2 separate regions of the Mus musculus genome follow, and region 2 is linked to region 1. Evidence: chromatin contacts called from public promoter capture Hi-C data. All regions are on one chromosome and are shown on one strand. Each heading gives the region's core, a stretch centred on a gene start, on an enhancer-like site or on the middle of the called end of the contact. The rest is flanking DNA. Distances are from core to core; before and after follow the strand shown. Region 1 has its middle 29 kb from the start of Gm39933. Region 2 holds the start of Snrpb (small nuclear ribonucleoprotein B).

The links. Promoter capture Hi-C pulls out the DNA fragments that hold promoters and counts their contacts.
Region 2: a promoter capture Hi-C map of hippocampal neurons shows a contact between it and region 1, with 2.7 times the contacts expected there. The contact joins the promoter of Snrpb here to the enhancer-like site in region 1. A contact is called at or near these places in 7 of 39 promoter capture datasets (the HPC-7 cell line, embryonic stem cells, hippocampal neurons and 3 more), 5 of 484 Hi-C or Micro-C datasets (bone marrow-derived macrophages, cumulus cells, embryonic stem cells and 2 more), 8 of 115 datasets of contacts at active chromatin or transcription factors (acute myeloid leukemia, embryonic forebrain, embryonic limb bud and 5 more) and 1 of 9 other capture datasets (embryonic stem cells).

The regions. Positions count from the first base shown.
Region 1 is chr2:129,923,242-129,928,809 of GRCm38.p6, reverse strand. No RefSeq gene overlaps it. Among named protein-coding and RNA genes, the nearest start is that of Gm39933, 29 kb to the right of the region's middle. Within about 2 kb of position 2,914, at least 4 of the 459 cell types and tissues checked have an H3K27ac peak or open chromatin away from gene starts, as enhancers often do. A contact at or near this core is called in hippocampal neurons, where this site is marked.
Region 2 is chr2:130,176,977-130,182,544 of GRCm38.p6, reverse strand. Snrpb (small nuclear ribonucleoprotein B) reads left to right here and starts at 3,181. Exons shown (of 7, transcript NM_009225.2): 1 at 3,181-3,311; 2 at 5,379-5,530. The coding sequence starts at 3,309.

The sequences.
Region 1 (5,568 bases), core at 1,665-4,164:
TCCTGCAGCTTTTAATATCCTTTGTGTGTTTTGTACATTTATAGTTTCGATTATTATATGATGTGGGGAGTTTCTCTACCTAGAGAAAAAAGGCAGGTGTAAGACATGTGAACCTTGTGGCATAGGTGGGTCTCAGGGGTGGGTGTAGTTACTGGTGTTTAGTGTTCCTCCCTGGAGGGGAGTTGTCCTCAGGTCAAAAGGATTGGTGGAGTTTATGGCACAAGTTCGTTCTTTCTGTCTGGAGAAGAAGTCAACAAGAAGCCAAAAGCTCTATGACGAGACAGCTCTGCTCTTCCTGGGAACCTCTTACCTTGATTTATTTTCTATTGCTGGAATAAGATACCATGGCCAAGGTGACTTATAAAACAGAGTGTTGAGCTTATGATTTCAGAAGATCAGAGTCCATCATGTCAGAGCAAAGGCATGGCAGCAGGAACAGCTGAGAGCTCACTTTTTGATCTGCAAGTAAGAGGCAGAGAGAGAGAGAGAGAAAGAGAGAGAGAGAGAGAGAGAGAGAGAGAGAGAGAGAGAGAGAGAGAGAGAGAGAGAGAGAGGACTTTCAAAACCTCAAGGTTCATCCCCAGACACACCACCTCAAGGGCACACCTCTAATCCTTCCCAAACAATTCTACCAAGTGGGGACCAAGTGTTCAAACCTATGAGACTGGGGGGGGGCTATTATCATTTAGACCACCACATCCCATTCCCTGGCCTCCATAAGGTCATGGTCATATCATAATGCAAAACACATTTAGTTAACTTCAAAAGTCCCCATAGTGTTTTACAGGCTGTTTTCTGAGACAACCCAATCCAGTCTCTTCGCTATAATCCCCTAGAAAATAAAAGGCAAATCACATACTTCCAACATGCAAAGGCACAGAATCTATAGTACCATTCCAAAAAGAAGAAATGGGGACATAGTGAGGACATACTCACCAAAGAACAACACCCGGCAAACAAAACTCCAAATCCTATAGCTTTGTGTCTGATGTCAGTGGACTTAGATGGTCCCACCCCTTCAGCTTGACTGCCTACAGCACACTTTTCTTTCTTGGCCTGGTTCCATTCCCTGTCTAAAGCCCTCCTTGGCCAATGCCTCACAGCTCTGACATTGCCAACATCTTGGGGACTCTAATGCAAGCCAGGCTTCACTTTCACAGCTTCACACAATGGCCTTTCAGGGACTCCATGCAAGGCCTGCCCTTTTTGGAGGAGGTATGTCATCAGAGTGTGCTGTGAGGTTTCAAAAGCCCACACCTTCCCAATTAGTTCTCTCTGTCTTGTGGTTTTCATGGATTTCAGCATGTAATCTCTCAGCTATTGCTCCAGCACTAGCTCACCTGCTTGCTGCTGTGCTCTCTGCCATGATGGTCTTGGACTTTAACCTTCTGAAACTGTGGGCCCCTCAAGTACTTTTTCTTCTGTAAATTGCCTTGGTCACGGTGTCTTATCACAGTGATTGGAAAGTAACGTAAGACAGAGGTTGGTACCAGGGAGTGGAGGTATTTCTGTGAAGAACCTAATGATGCTGGTTTCAGGGATGTCTGAAAGACTTCAAGTTAGAAATACAGCTAAATATTGTAAACAGAGATTAATGGGCCATCCTAATAGGACTTAACCATAGAGGAAGATTCCACAATTCTTTTCCTATATATCCTTCAAGACCCTAAGGCCAGAACTGTGTGAATGAAGTAGTAAGGTCTGGCTGTCTGCTTAGGATAGAACACTGACCCTGTGAATTACTTTTGCAGAAATCTCCCTTTGTTGTTGCTTCTTAGGAGTAGAAAATTCCTCAGGCTCTGGTGTTTTTTGTTTGTTTTTTTTTTTTTTTTGTTTTTGGTACAATGTGGAATCTGAGTTTGGTGGAGCCTTGTCTTGAAGTCACTCCTTTATTCCACTTTGGATCTGGCCTCTCCTCACTCTTCTCACCTCTTTTAGCATCCATCCTGCTTCCAAAATTAAATTTCCTGGTGCTTTTTCTCTTTAAACTCTATATTTTGTACTTATCACTCCCTACACACACTTGCTCTTTTTCATTATAGACCTGCATAAGATAGATTACTAATAACCATGTAGCAAAAATCAGTATTAGACTTTCTTGAACTTCTCTCTACCAAGGAACTTAATGCAATATGCCTTCCAATTTAGAAAAAGGGCAGAAATCAGCCATATTATTTGCCAAAATATCATTTAAAAAATGGTCTCTAGACCAGTTGCTAATATTGTCCTCCTTGAAACTTCTCAAGGTGGGCCTCCATAGTCCACCTGCTGTCAGTACTATCATCTTCCAGAGTCCTACCAGGACTTTGCAGCAGACAGGTAAGCTGGTGCTAGAGCAATAGCTGAAAGATTACATCCTGAAATCAAAAAAACAAAAAACAAAAACAACCCACAAGGCAGAGAGAGCTAATTGGGAATGTGTGGGCTTTTGAAACCTCAAAGCCCACTCTGATGACATACCTCCTCCAAGACCACACCTCCTAATCCTTCCCAAATAATTCCATTGACTAGAGACCAAGTATCCAAGCAGATAGATGAGCCTTGGGGGTCTTGCCCATTGGATGACACAATGTATCTTTCTGTTGCTTTCAATATGCTCTTTTACTTGGAAACCTGGGGGTAGGGTGGGGGGGACAAGCTGTGTCTCAACTGAAATCCTGTAATCTGAACTTAAGCTGATTGTCTCATGGGGCTTCCCCAGTCATTTCTGGTGGATGCTGTAAGCAACAAATTTAATGATGTTTTGCTATCTATGTACAACTTGCTTTTTTGTTTTATTTTTGTTCACTGCATGCTTAACAAACTCACTCAAAACTAAAAGTACAGCTATTTTGGATCATTCTCTGGAAAGAACATAAGTGATGAGAAATAACTGAAACCAAACCACCAGATGGCTAATCATCAATGTCATCAGAGAATATTGTTCAGAGACAAGGAGTAAATTATCAAAATAAAAATGGAATCGTGCTGAGGATGGTAGCACATCCATAAAGCCAGAATTTGAGAGGCTGAAGTAGAAAGACTAAGTTTGAGATGAGCCTGGTTTTCACGGTGAGATGGTAAACAACAACCATGAAGTCACTTCTGGAAGCCCTTCCAAAAGTAACTAAAGCTTAGAGGTTTTGGAGAAATGGTTTGTGCATGTGGTTGCCTGACACTAACTGAATGCCTTCTAACATCCCCCTTACCTGTCTCCTCTTTATGATTCATGATTATGCCATGCACATTTCACCTCAAGAATGAGGGGTGAAAACAAAGCAGGAATCGTGAAGATGCTCTAATGAGACACTCATACCCTTCTCTGTGGCTGTCATCACACTGATGCAATGCACTCCAAAGAACTGGAATTTCCCAAGAATCTCATGCTTAGAGATGGAAAAGTCCAGGAACCTGCTGCCTGTCAGAAGGGCAGCTTGTTTCCTGCAAGGAGATTTCATATAGTTCTGAAAACGTGGCATATTCCTTTCCATGAGAGACTGCATCCCCAGACAGTGATGATGAGCAGGACCATACCTTGACTGGGATATGCCATGTGTTTCTATTTTCTTTATTTCAGCCTAAACCTCATGTTAATAAAACCCTGAAAATGGACTTGGGGTTATGAGGTGGGGGACAGCGAATCTCTTAGTTCCTCTTCACAATGTGGACACATTAAAGAAATATCTTTGTTATAAACACTCAAACACACACACACAGACACACACACACAAAGTGTGCATGCATGCACATTAAGAGAACTATCCAAAGACATGAATTCAAAAACACTACAAATAAACACTACTATACATGGGTGGAGTGGTTTACTTTTCTGTCAACTCAACACAAACTAGAGGCTAGAGTTGTCTGAGAGGAGAAAACCACAAACTAGAAAACGCTTTCACAAGACTGGCTTGTAGGCAAGCCCACTGGGCATTTTCTTGATTAATGACTGATGTGGCTTATTTTATTTCGGGTAAAGCCACCTCTGGGAAGTGGTTCAGGGATGAAAAAGAAAGCAGGCTGGGCAAGCCATGAGGAGCAAGCCAGTAAGCATCACTCCTCCATGGCCTCTGCATCGGCTGCCTCCAGGGTCCTTCCTTGAGTTGCTGCCCTCAGTTTCCTCAGAGATGAACTGTGACCTGGAAGTGTAAGATGAAATAAACTCTTTCCTCCTAGAGTTGCTTTTAGTTGTCATCTTTATCACAGCAGTTTTTTGTTTTGTTTTTTTTTTAATCCACAGAAAGGTAGTCAAGGAAAGGGAGAAGTGAAATCTAAAAATACAGCAAATAGTGAAATCACAGACATATGCCCTAACACATCAGCACCTAATGATACAATAATCAGTCCCCTAGGGAAACAACAGTTCTGTGTGTGTGTGTGTGTGTGTGTGTGTGTGTGTGTGTGTGTGTGTGTGTGAGAGAGAGAGAGAGAGAGAGAGAGAGAGAGAGAGAGAGAAACAGAATCCAAGAAGTAAAATGATATTGCTATAAGGAAGAAAACACAAATCCACCATTACAGCTGGGGACTCTGGTTCTGGAGAAGATGGTTGCTGAGGAAGTCACTGTGCCCTGCCACCTATGTGTGGGCAAGCAGAGCACAAGCTACATTTCAGAATCAACACAGAAACTTTATGTGCACAATTGGTCAGAAAAAAATATAAGTATCACAGTAGGTCTCTGAGGTAGGAAGAGGCCTCAAAGATCATTTTCCCCCAAGTTCTGGTCTAATATATTATGTCTTTCTCCAGTATTTGCTGCATCAAAACTGTCTTGCATGCTATGTCAGACAAGAGGGCAGGGGAGGGAAGGAGAAAGCAACTTTCTCCTTTTACAGAACACCATGGCTGGTGCTATAATAGGAGAGAAGAATTGAGAACGCAGCTTTCACCTATGTTCCAATCATTCTCATGACATACATGTGTAAGAGTTTACAAAAGTTAAAATACACCACTGACAGGGACGACTATTCCAACAGATGCTTAAAAGCTGCTTTTGCTAAAAAGCATTGGCTCCTCACTTGGGTCCTGTCTTAGTTACTATTTTGTTGCTGTTAAAAGATACCATGACCAAGGCAACTTACAAAAGAAAGAGTTTATGGGAGCTTGTCTACAATCTCAGAGGGTGAATCCATGACCATCATGGCAGGGAACATGGCAGCAGGCAGGCAGGTATGGTGCCAAAGCAGTGGCAGAAAACTTACATGTTGAGGCAAAACCAAGAAGCAGAGAGAGGGGGCTAACTGGGAATGGGTGCGTTTTGGGAATCTCAAAGCTCACCCCCCAGTGACACACTTCCTCCAAGAAGGCCACACCTCTTAATCCTTCCCAAACAGTTCCACCAAGGTGGAGCAAAGCATTCAAATATACAAGCCTACAGGGGCCATTCTCATTCAAGCCCTCACTGGCCCACAAAATAACAGCAAGATAAAAACTGACAAATCTACCTTTACCTTGCATATGTTATTTAGGATAAAGTCTAAGAGATGAGTTAGTGTACTTAACTTCAATCCAGTTACTTTGGATCCCAGGATCAAACCTTGCAAGACATCTCAACAACTCAATCAGAGTTGGGAAGATGATGGATTGAAGGG
Region 2 (5,568 bases), core at 1,932-4,431, 250 kb before region 1:
TTGTGTGTGTGTGTGTGTGTGTGTGTGTGTGTGTGTGTGTGTGACAAGGTTTTGTGCAGCCCAGCCTGGCCAAGACTTTGCTATGTAGCTGAAACTGGCTTTGACTCCTGATCCTTCTGTCTCCATCGATCAAGTGTTGGGATAGATATGTACATGCACGGGCCACGTGGCTGGCTCTAAATACGTATTTATAAGTGCCTCAATGAATTATGCATCTGCTGGTGACAGGGTAACCTGGGGACAAACAGACAGCTTTGTCAGATGTACCTACCTATATTTTCATTCTGATTCTGACACCTTGGGCATGCTAATTTATCTTGCTGGGCCTTCGTGTCCCTGTCTGTAGGTTCACAGAAATGGGACAACGGAGATATCAAGTAGAAATGGTGTGAAGAGGGCAGAGTTCTGAGGAGGTACCGTGCCCTTGCTATGGTTGAGAAGCAACAAAGAGACCTGTGCAACTGGAGACTGGTGAATGAGCAGGATGCTGAAGGAGATGAGGTTAAAGAGAGGACAGGCTGGATTTTCCCATGAGTCCTGGGAAGTCAGTGGGAGGTAGAAGGCAGGCTATGCAATCACCTGAGAGAATCCCAGGATAATTTAGAAGGACCCCTCTGGCTGCCCTGAGAACAAGAGTAAAGCCAGGAGAACAGTTACAGACTCATTTGGTAATCCAAGTGAGAGAGGCTGGTGGCTAAGACTAGCAGTCACAGCAGTGGAACCAATAACAAGGTAGGGTGACAGTGGGGGATGGACAGTTTCCTGACAGGTAGATTATAAACTGAAGAAAAGAACTGACTATGCTTCATGTCCTCATTACTTTGTTCTGTTCTGTTGTTTGTTTGTTTGTTTGTTTTGAGACAGGAGCCTGAGGAGCCCAGCCTGGTTTCCAACTCCTTGTGTACCCATCTCACTGTCTGAGTGCTAGGATGGTAGGCATAGCTTACCAGGCCCAGTTTATACAGTGCTGGGGATCGAACCCAGGGCTTTGCGTGTTCTACACAATCTACCCAATGTACCAAAGTCTTAGCACCATTCCTTGTTTTCGTAACTTGACAAAACTTCTGAGATGGGAAGGGAGGAGTAATAAGGCCAAGAATTCAGTTTTCAACATGTTAAATTTAGCCTATCTGCTGGGCAGCTATTAAGCAAGTGATTTTATATAAAAGACCAAAAGTTAGAAAAAAAACAAAAACAAAAAACCAAGGTCAGAGGAATAAATTAGAAAGTTCTAGGCATATAGGCAAGGATTAAAGAGTAATGGAGCCAAATGAGATTAATTCATTAATTCATTAAACAAACACTTACTAAGCCCTTTATGCTAAGCAGTATTCTAAATAATAAACAGTTTACAAAGAAAAATCCATAATGTATCGGAGCTTACATGCTAGTGGGGCAATAAAATAACTTAAAAATATATACAGTACTCTCTTATCCAAGTTTCAGGTACCTTTGGTCTATCAGTTTGAAAATACTAAATGAAAATTCCAGAAATAAGCAACTAATGTTCTGTGTCATGCACTGTTTTGAGTAGCAGGAAGAATGCTATGTCTTGGCCTTAACCAGAGATCAGCCCTTGGGGAAGGTGTCCATGCAGGTGTCCACGCTGTGTGTGCTACCCACTCAGTACTCATAGGATCTCACTGCACTGGCGGGCCTACACTGCAGCACTGGTGTTCAGGTAGTTCCTGTTATCTTTTTGTTTTCGTTTCGTTTTGTTTTTGTTTTTCAAGATAGGTTTTCTCTGTGTAGCTCTGGCTGTCCTGGAACTAGCTCTGTAGAGCAGGCTGGCCTCGAACTCACAGTGATCAGCCTGTCTCTGCCTCCTGAGTGCTGGTGTTAAAGGCCACCACTGCCTGACTAAATCCCGTTTTTGTTTTTGTTGTTTTGTTTTTTCAATAATTTTCTTTTATTCACTTTATATCTGGATCATAGCCCTTGCTCCCTCTTCTATTCCCAAATCCCGCCCTTACAAATCCCCCCCCCCGCCCCCACCATTGCCTCCATCCCATACCACTGTTGGTCCCAAGGGGGATTCCAATCTCATTCAGATGGGAAACTAAATAGTCATTGGAGGTGGATGGACAGAGGGAACTGGGTAGGGGAGGAAGGGGTGAGGAAGGGAATGGGTGGGGGTGGGGGTGTGATGTGGTGGGGAGGAGTTGGGGTTTTTCTCTGGTGGCTAGCTGGAGCCTGGGGCTGGGGAGGATACCTATGGAGGTGACTCTAGCTGAGATTCCTACCAGAGGGGGATATAGAGACTGAAGTAGCCACCTCCTGTAGCCAGGCCGGACTCCGAGAGGCGGGAAGGGGACATCAATCCAAACTTCGACCCAAAATTTGTCTTGCTTAAATCCCGGTTTTTAAAGTCAATTCAAGGGTGCCAAAATACACTTGCGTTAAGTGAAAAGGATATGCATATCGTAAGCGTGCTTATGTAGAAAAAAAATTAGCATATTGTGACTTGGGGAGTTACTCCGAGTCTGGGAAGGCATGCCCTTCCAATAATAAGGGGACTACGGTTTAGTATGTCAGATAGCAATCAATATTTGAAAACAAGCAAAAAGGAAGCGCGAAGAGCCTGAGAAAGTTGCATTTTTTTTTTTTTTTCCTAGAAAGAATGGTCAGGAAAGTCCTCACCAGGACTGTCATTTCTGTTTAAATCCTGGAGGTAAGGGCATGAGGGTGTGCATATACCTGCGAGTCTAGCGCTCCTGGTGAGACAAAAGCAAATGCAAAGAGGGAAGAACATAGAGAGAAGCTAGAGAAGTGGCTTCCTAGAGTGAGTTCACAAGAGCGCTGGGTGAGAACTGGATGGGAGTGGGGTCTGGGACATCGGCGTGTAAACCAAGCACTCCAGCGGAGACTTTAGCTGGGGAGGTGTCTGTCCTCCAAGGATGTTTGCCGCCCAAGTATGGTGTACGCCAGCATCTGGTACTAAGAACGCGGTGGGTAGGAGGATCCGAAGCTCAAGACCCAGTGAGACCCGGTCTAAAGCAAAACAAAACGAGGAGGAAAACTCCAATAAAATCAACAAAGGGGGGGAAAAATCCACCCAAAACAAAACAAAACAAAACAAAACCACCACACAATCCGTCAGCTGATGCTAATGCTCCGCCCCCTAATTGCGTTCCAGAGACCGGAACTCCAGGTCCGAGGCCGGACCGGAAGTAGCTTCACTAGCGGCGGCATTTTGCAGGCAGCATTTCCGTTAGCGGCGGCGGCGGGAATCCAGCGGCTGGCTGGCTGGCGACTAGGCCTCTGTGGCAGAGAATCCGGCGGGAATCTGAGCCATCCGAGCCGCCACCATGGTGAGAAGGCGCGGGCTGGCTGTAGGGCGCTCGGGGGTGCGGAACGGGGCGGTAGCTGGCGGCGTCCGTGGGCTGGAGCCGAGCCGAGCCGCCCGTGGCGGAGGAGGTCGGGGTGGAAGCCGCTTCATCCCAGCGCCAAAGGCCTGGACTTGCCGTGAGGCTGCGACCGGGTAGAGGGGAAGGCCGACCGGGGTACAGAGGCCGATGCGCGGCCGTCAAACGTCGTGTCCCGGAGCCACGGCGGTTTCGGCCCCGCGGCCTCCGTAGCTTTAAACTTGGGCGTCAGTGTGTGCCCGGGCTTTTGGAGCTGGCGCAGGCCTCGGGCCGACCGGGCAGCGCCGGGCGAGGCGGAGGAGTAGCGGAGGTCACGGCCCGAAACCGGAGTCGAGCAGCGGAGGGAGCGGGAGGCTGGAGGAGAGGGTTTGCCAGCAGAGCGCGCGCGACCTTGCTTCTCGTATTTTGATGTTGGGCTGTGTCGGGCGCCGGGGCTGCACCCTAAAGTAAGTTCTGTCTTCACTTGGGCCAGTTTCTGGCCAGGCAGTCCTAATATAGCTACAATATAACTAATATCGCAGTGGTAGCTCAGCGTTAGGCAAAAGTAACGGCAGTGGGAGGAACGAGAACGTTTTCTCCAGGAGGTGACTCCCAAATGATTGTTTCGGGGCACCCGGCTCCCCCATGGGAGGGAGGGTTAGCAATCTGGAAAACTGAGAGAGCAAAGCAGTCGATGGCACGAACTTTCCAGGAGTCTGGTTGCTGAAGGCCCAGTCTTGCTTTATCCTGTTGGTAGTGAACGATCGCTGCAAGATTTTTCCCAGGCTTAATGAACTTAAGTTCTTAAAGGTCAGCCAGGGAAAGTGGTCTTTGCTTGAAATCTCAGTTTGTTATAATTTCTGTACTCAAAATCCTAATTTTATTTAGTTTTGGCTACAGACCACATGTAATAAATACCTCGAATCTCTCCAAAAGATTACTCTAGTTGCGTGGCTGAAGAAACCCGAGGTGCTCAAACAGGATATTGCTTTTCTTTTTTCTTTTTTTCCAAGAGTTGACTGAGGCAAGTCCTTACATAATCTTCAGCCGGAGTAGCCTATTTTACCAGTAAAAATGAATGACACTGGGTCCAATTTTGAGGATCAAATGAAATACACAATCCCTTTCAAGGGCCTGGATATACAGGGAGTATCCAATAAGGTATATTAGCTGTTACTAGGCAAAGGGACCGATGTATGCTGATCCCCGTGAACAGTTATGTAAGGGGATTAAGCAGAAAACACAATCTGGATCTTTAGGTTAGGATGGGGTAATGCTTACGGGAGTGAACAGCACTTGCAGTTCCTGGCAGAGATGATACTTGGGTGGTTGGGGGTGGCATAACGCCAGTTAGATGCGGGTGGGGGGGCATGTTTCTGAGAGAGACAGGTACTTCTGTTTACCTTGGGATGTGTAGAGGCTCCCCCTTTATTTTTGCAAAGCTATATTGGAAGCCAGGATAGAAACTGTTGTTGCCTTAATTAAAAATTAAGGATAACAAGTTATATATCAGTATTAAGTATCCAAACTAATTAACACTAGCCCAGTAAAGTTAACCCTATTACACCAAGCCCTGGAGGCATGCTAACCAGTGCTTGGTTTGAGGACTCCATTCTTGCTTCAGACTTGATTCACTTTCTGGTAATACACTTTTCCTTAAGTGGGTTTTTGGTGCCAGTCAAATTCCAGTTCTTAGTTGTTTTGATGGATTTATATGTTCATAGCTCTGAGTCTGCCATTTAGTATGGGTGGATTTGGTTAATTTGTGGACACTTACAGTCCCCCGAGACAGACACAACATAAGCAAAGCCACTATAGTCTGAGGAAGATGACTTTTTTAAGGGAAGGGAGACTAGCAGGTTACCTGGCAGAAGTCTAGGCTGAAGCTGGGCGATAGGAAGAGTCTCAGGTAAAGACTGTGTGGAAGACAGTTGGAAATTGTTGAGAGATTAGTCTGGTGGAAGACTTGGGGGAGGGCCAGAAGTGAGAGAGTGCAGAAGAGCTGAGCCTCCCTGATGCCTGTTCTCCTCACAGACGGTGGGCAAGAGCAGCAAGATGCTGCAGCACATTGACTACAGGATGAGGTGCATCCTGCAGGACGGCCGCATCTTCATCGGGACCTTCAAAGCCTTTGACAAGCACATGAACTTGATCCTGTGTGACTGTGATGAGTTCAGGAAGATCAAGTAAGGAGAGGGCTGTTGGGCGGGAGAAGGAACTGAGG